2 separate regions of the Zea mays genome follow, and region 1 is linked to region 2. The links are chromatin contacts, called in public Hi-C maps. All regions are on one chromosome and are shown on one strand. Each heading gives the region's core, a stretch centred on a gene start, on an enhancer-like site or on the middle of the called end of the contact. The rest is flanking DNA. Distances are from core to core; before and after follow the strand shown. Region 1 holds the start of LOC100384416. Region 2 has its middle 49 kb from the start of LOC103626241.

The links. A called contact is a pair of places that touch in the nucleus more often than the background predicts.
Region 1: a contact with region 2 is called in a Hi-C map of leaf, with 5 times the contacts expected there. The contact joins the promoter of LOC100384416 here to the enhancer-like site in region 2. A contact is called at or near these places in 2 of 25 Hi-C or Micro-C datasets (leaf and tassel).

Annotation. Positions count from the first base shown.
Region 1 is chr5:37,505,007-37,508,253 of Zm-B73-REFERENCE-NAM-5.0, reverse strand. It overlaps LOC100384416, which reads left to right and starts at 1,311. Exons shown (of 18, transcript NM_001362362.1): 1 at 1,311-2,081. The coding sequence starts at 1,681.
Region 2 is chr5:37,306,579-37,309,893 of Zm-B73-REFERENCE-NAM-5.0, reverse strand. No RefSeq gene overlaps it. Among protein-coding and RNA genes, the nearest start is that of LOC103626241, 49 kb to the left of the region's middle. Within about 2 kb of position 1,478, at least 17 of the 20 cell types and tissues checked have an H3K27ac peak or open chromatin away from gene starts, as enhancers often do. A contact at or near this core is called in leaf and tassel, where this site is marked.

The DNA of each region.
Region 1 (3,247 bases), core at 62-2,561, 200 kb before region 2:
CCCTAACTGACCGTTGCTGCGGGCCACGTGTCGCCCGCGGATTGCTGGACCGACCGTTGCGCTGGCGACCGTTGGCTCACCGGACAGTCCGGTGCACCACCGGACAGTCCGGTGAATTATAGCCACGTCGCCTTTTTGCTTTTCCCGAGGGCGACGAGTTCGCCGCTGATGACTCATCGGACAGTCCGGTGCACCACCAGACGGTCCGGTGAATTATAGCCGTACGCCGCCGTCGAGTCCTGAGAGTGGCCTTTTCACGCGGACCAGCCTGGCGCACCGGACACTGTCCGGTGCACCACCGGACAGTCCAGTGTGCCAAGCCGAGCTGGAGTTGGCTGCACAGAGCCAAGTCTTTTTCCAATTCTTTTCTTCCTATTTCTAGCACTTAGACAAAATACATTAGTACTCAAAACAATGACTAAGTCTAGAAACATACCTTGTTATATGATTTGCACTTTTTATTTGTTTGGCACATATGAACTCACTTACTATGTGTTGGACACTTAATCACCAAAACATTATAGAAATGGCCCAAGGGCACATTTCCCTTTCACCTTCTGAGGACTGCAGACGAGGAGGAGATGGCGGACGTGACGACGCGGGCGTGGGATGGACGGGCGGGGATCGCGGTAGTGAGAGACGATTGCGGGAGACAGAGGCGGGGGCGTGCTTCACCAAAAAAGGTGGACGCCCACTCTACCATTATATAGAGTAGTAGAGATATGTATGAAAAATGACATTTTATGATAGTAATAGTAGGTTATAGAGCGATTATTTAGAGAGAACCGTTATGGAAGGAAGAAAGTAGGTGATGAGGTGAGGTATCTGCATAGTGCGATAAAGGGAAAAATTAAAGTTATTTGGTTTAAAGAATCACTCCATCTAAAATTATATGATGTATCTTAAGTCTATTGCTTAAATTTAGTGGAACGATCCTATTCATGGTATTAGTACTAACAAACAATAAAAAAAGAGTGCACCGGGAAAAAAAATTGGTGCAGCCGTCTGCAAATTTGAATGTTTGCAGTCCCTCACAAAAAAGAGGATATACCCTACCTACAGGTGCAACAACACAATTAAAACGTTACCTGATAAACCTGTAGGTGGGGTCTATTCTCCTTTTTGTGAGACAGACTGTAAATATTCTGGTTTACAGCCCGCTGCAGCAAAATTTTTTCCAATAGCAAAGCCTAAGCAAGAACACGGTCCAGCAGAAAACTACTCCACTGGCATCTGGCCCCGATGCCCCGGGCCCTACCCGTCAGTGTACCGAACCATATAATATGGCCGCGCCGCATCACCCCCTCGATCCGAGCCGTCCCTCTCACCCTTCCCTGATCTACCTCCCTAGCCTGCCGCCACCACCGTCGTCTCTGCGCCGCGCAGATCCGCCCTGCTGGTGCGGCACCACTCGAGCATACGTGTACGGACGCGACGAGACGTAGTCCCCGCCCACCTCGCCGAGGACTCGTTCCTGTTTCGTGCGCGCCAGCACTACCGGTGTCCGTGCGTGGCTGGGCCAGGTCGATTCGACCGAATCCGGTGGAGTTCACCGTACCGTGGTGTCAAATCGGTGAGTTCCATAGTGTTACGCGTGGGGGAGGAGCGTTCGGGTCTGTCTGGCCGGAAGTGGCGCTGGGATGGCTCTAGGGTTTGGTTTTGATCTTTTGGCCTGAGGGCATGGCGAATGAGGGCCGGATGAAGGGCGTGCAGGGCGTTGGGGGTGGAACTGGTGACGAGGAAGATGGGAATGAGGAGGTGCGAGAGGAGCTGGAACTCGCGCTATCGCTGGGGTGGCGAAGCTGGCACCTCCCGCCGCGGCAGGAGCCCGCTCCCAGCTCACATAACTGGACGGCGGTTCTGCCGGAGTGGAACCCCGACGCCGCTGGTAGCTCGCATGATGCGAAAACGGCCTTGGGCGGACAATCTATCCCTTCTCTCAGGTTCCGAGACATGTTGGGTGGTATCCTAGACGCCTCCCATGCGGGTGGCAGTGTGGAGGTTGGGTGGGGCAACCTGGACGAAGAGGATGAAGACAGAGACCTGCAGAATAAACGGCTTAGAGTACAACACTTTGGCGAGTAAGTTATGCGAATATTGCTCCTCATTTTTAGTATTTTGCATGCTGTGGAGTTTTGGTTGTTTAATTGTTTCGTTTTTCTAGATCCCATTGATAGTAGTTTTGGTAAAACCTGCCTAGTGAAATTGAAATGAAGCTGCGCTTCATGCACTATGTAGTTGATGTGGAATTGCGATCTAAGGTCTTGTTCTTTTGTGTGTATTTGGAGGATACCTAAGATATATTTTGAACTCAAGCATGAGAATTTATGCAGTGCATTTTTGGATGTACGGGTATGTTGAAATGTTGAGCCCATTCTAACAATGATATCAATGGGCATGTTTGGTTCGCTGCCTCACGCCTAAGTTTAGGCAAGTTTGACCAAGGTAGGCATGTGTTTGGTTTATAGCCACAGTTTAGCCAAGACTATTCTCCCGCTGCATAAACTTGTAAAAGTGTGACAATATTTCCTTAGGCGTGGCAAACTGTGGCACATAATTTAAGTGCCTAACTTTAGTCAAGTGTGGCTTAAAATGTGTGGCAATTTTTAACATGTAAAGTATAGAACCAAACTGTATTGAATTAATTGCAGGATATTTAGGGCCTGTTTGGCATGACTCTGCTCTACTTTGGAGCAGCTCTGTTCCAAAACTGTAGGATGGAGCAACTTTACTGTGGAGTTTTAGTGGCGCTTGGGTAGAAAATGATTCATAGCTCCAGTAACAAGGTTTTTACAAGCAAAAGTACATCCTTGCCCGCGGTTGCCGGCGGAGGGAGGTCACATGGCGGGCGACGGAGGGAGGAGGAGGCGTGGTGGCTGGCTGGCGCGGCGGGAGTAGACAACACGACCGGCAGAGGGAGGAGACTCAACGGGTGGAGGGAGGAGGCACGACGGGCGGCGAAGGGTGGAGGAGGTGTGGTGGCCGGCCGACACGACGGGAGAAGGAGGCGCACCAGAGGAATCGAGCGGCCACAAACCGAGAAAGTGCGGGGAGAAGAGAAAGGCTGTAGGATAGAGAAAGAACAAACCGTTTTTGTGCAACGAGTTGAGGGCCAACCGTGTGGAAGTACTTGCGTTCTTGAAATCGTGAGAGCTTGGTCACATCACTAGAGAGTCGGTGCATTGTGTTAATATGGCTTATTGTAGCCGCTGCGTTTGAGAGAACCCAAAAATCAAAGCGTTTCGGT
Region 2 (3,315 bases), core at 229-2,728:
AGCTACCAATGGAGGACCTTAGTGTTCAAGATGATCTGACTTATGCTGAGTATCCTATCAAGATTCTTGATACCTTGACTTGAGTTACAAGAAATAAGGTTATAAAGATGTGCAAAGTCCAATGGAGTCATCATGGAGAAGATGAAGCTACTTGGGAGAGAGAAGAAGAGATTCGCATAGATTTTCCCCATCTTCTCTCTAGTCCTTCCTAAATCTCGAGGACGAGATTCTTGTTAAGGGGAGTAGGATTTGTAATACCCAAATTGTAAGATTACTAAAGGAGAAATTATTTCCTTATTGTATGTGCACTCTTTATTTACCATCACATGTGAACACCTCACTTAAAAGAAAAATTGATTAATAAAAGACATACCACTAAATTATGCATCATGCTGAGTTTTCACTTTGTGTGCATTTTGTGACAATATAAAATAATGTAAAAAAAATATTAGTACTCGAATTGGAAGTAAGACTTAAATTGGAATTTTGGAATTAGAGGAGAAGAGCACTAGTTACCACAAAATAAAAAAATCAAAATAAATAAATAAAATTTCCTCATACCATGTTTAGGATGTACATTTTATGAGGAAATAAATGAACCACTAAGTTTTAATTTGAATGGAATTTGAATTTATGAATTTGAAAGTTTAAAAGGGAAAGAAAAGAAAAAGGAAAACAAAACTATTGCGAAACGGGCCGGCTGCCACCCATTTGGCCCATCCACTTCCCTGCCTCTGCTGGCCCAAACCCACTTTCCCTCCCTCACGCTGCTACGCTGACCAGCGGGGCCTGCACCACGGCTATTTCTCGCGCCCACGCCGTGTCGCGGCTAAATGGGGCCCACTCGCCAGCATATTTTTCTCCCACGCTTGCGCGGAGTCCGCGTTTCTGGAGCATGGGGCCAACTTGTCAGTCTCCGCCACACCATGGCCAGACGGCTTGAGCTCAACCACCTGCACGATAACTCCTGGCGCCACACGCTCCAATAACCCAACCAGCCGGCCCTATATGATCGCGGGGCAAGGCCGCCATCCCTTTACCTGGTGACCCCGAGTGACTCCAGCGCCGTCATGAGTTCTTCATCGCCGTGCAGTGAGGGTCGAGCAATCGAAGGGAGGGGTCCTTGCGTGGTCTTCCAGTTTTGTGGCCGTACCGATCGAGCGCGGTATCCCTGGGCCACCTGGTGTCATCGCCGGTGTCCATACCCTCGGCCGGGTCGCTGGTCAACAGGGGCGGGCCGCTCCTCCTGTCGCGCCAGATCTCGGTGAGCAATGCTTCCTCTCCGTGTGCTTTGCCAATTCGTAGGGGCGGAATGGGATGCGTGCGCAGGGTCTAGGCCTCACCGGCAGAGTTGCGCGGTGGGTGGCGCTTGGTGTGGGGTGCGTTCGCCGCGCAGCGCGCGGACGATGTCATGGCGGGCTGACCGGAGGTTGAAGAAGAACGGTGGACCGTTCATCTCATGTCTAACGGTCACGATTGGATGAATGGTCGAGAGAGTGCGAACCGTAGATCTTAGATGGATGGCCTAGATCGAATCTTGGCGTACCCCTTCGAGTCATTAAACCAGAATCGTGAATTCCAGATCTGACGACTAGGGCTGAGCGCAGATGAATAACTAGCGTGAAGTCTAATCTGGAGCGCAGATATTGGATCCAACGACCCGTGTTCAACCGTACCTCTTCGCGATTGCGCATTATCATATGAACCCTTACAATTTACAGTTATCAACTCACCGTCCGTAAAAGGGGTCGCCTGAGTCTTAGTAACATTTGCGCCAGAGCCCTTGTACTCTTTAGAAATTGGTGCCCAATCCAGAGAGTATTGAAAATATGAAATTAATAATAGAAATGGATTTTCAATGTATAAATAAATGCTAGAACTTGTTTAATTTGTAGAAAATTAATGCTTAGTACAAATTAATTCTCAGTTTCTAAAATTTTGTAATATTATTGTTTATCACCTAGTGTCTCTGTTCTGACATGAAAACAGTAATAAGATTTATTTCTTAGTTAATCTTATGTCAAATACATAAAACCTTTGGAAATTCATAACTTAAAATCTGGAACTCCAAAATTAATGATTCTTGTTCCTAAAATCTTATTTTAATGTGTAGATTATTATTATGTATTTTGTTTAAATGTTTGGTGTGATGTTAATTTCCGCTATATACTATGTATGTTTGTATTGATGTGAGTAGACGAGCAAGCCATAGAGGATCCAGGGCTTCAGCTGGTAGAGACTGCTGAGCAGGAGCTCGTTGAAGGCAAGTTGTGCCCTTGATCACTTTCTTTTTACCCCAGTCATGTTCTGTTTAATCATAATGATGTGCATAGGTTAATTTTGATGGGACCAAATTGGTTACCCTAGTTTGACTATCTTTATACCTTGTTTACCACTGAATTTTTGGGTAGTACCTGCTATTGTTTTATGTGGTTTTGGGTATAGAGATACACACTATTCATGATTATACTTTTATTATCATTTGTTATTTATGGTTCATGATAAGATCATTATGTTAATTGGAACATGGAGAACCACCCGGGAAAACAGTGCTACCACAAGCGTGGTATGGGACGCCCTTGGCTGACTAATTAGGAAAGCTAGTGGAGGACTACCTTACCCGAAAGGGGCAAGGGCAGTAAGGGAGTGGTCAGTGTAGGAAGGTCCTTAGGTTGATTTTGCTGCGATGGCGGTCAGGTGAGGGATCCCTGCATTGGAGCTTCCTAGAAACTGTAGCGGGTTTTCTGAAGCTAGTGGAACTTTGTAAAGGCCTCGTAGTGTTACCCTGCCTCGCCTCCTCGGTAGAGGTGTATGGGATTGGTCGTCTCTTGGCAGATGGGTAACATGACTTGTGGGTAAAGATGCGCAACCTCTGCAGATTGTAAAACTGGTATACTAGCCATGCTCGCGGTCATGAGCAGCTCGGACACACATGCTTAATTTATGGAATTAAATTCAAGTTGTCATTCGCATGCATTGGGATTATTTTATTGTTACTTTTACTTATTATTACTATGGTTTGGTATTCACTTACACTTAGTAACTGCTAATAAAATTTTGACCAACTTATAAAAGCAATGCTCAGCTTCAGCCTTTATTATATTGATTTGTCTTACACTTCACATGAACTCCCACCTTTGGTGAGTTCATGCACATTATTCCCCACAACTTGTTGAGCGATAAACATGTGTGAGCTCACCCTTGCTGTCTCACACCCCCCACAGGAGAAGAACAGGTGGTCGAAGAGGAGTCGCCTAACACTGAGGCTTTCGACTTGATCTAGGTGGCGTCTCCTAGTCAGCTTTGTAGCGCCAG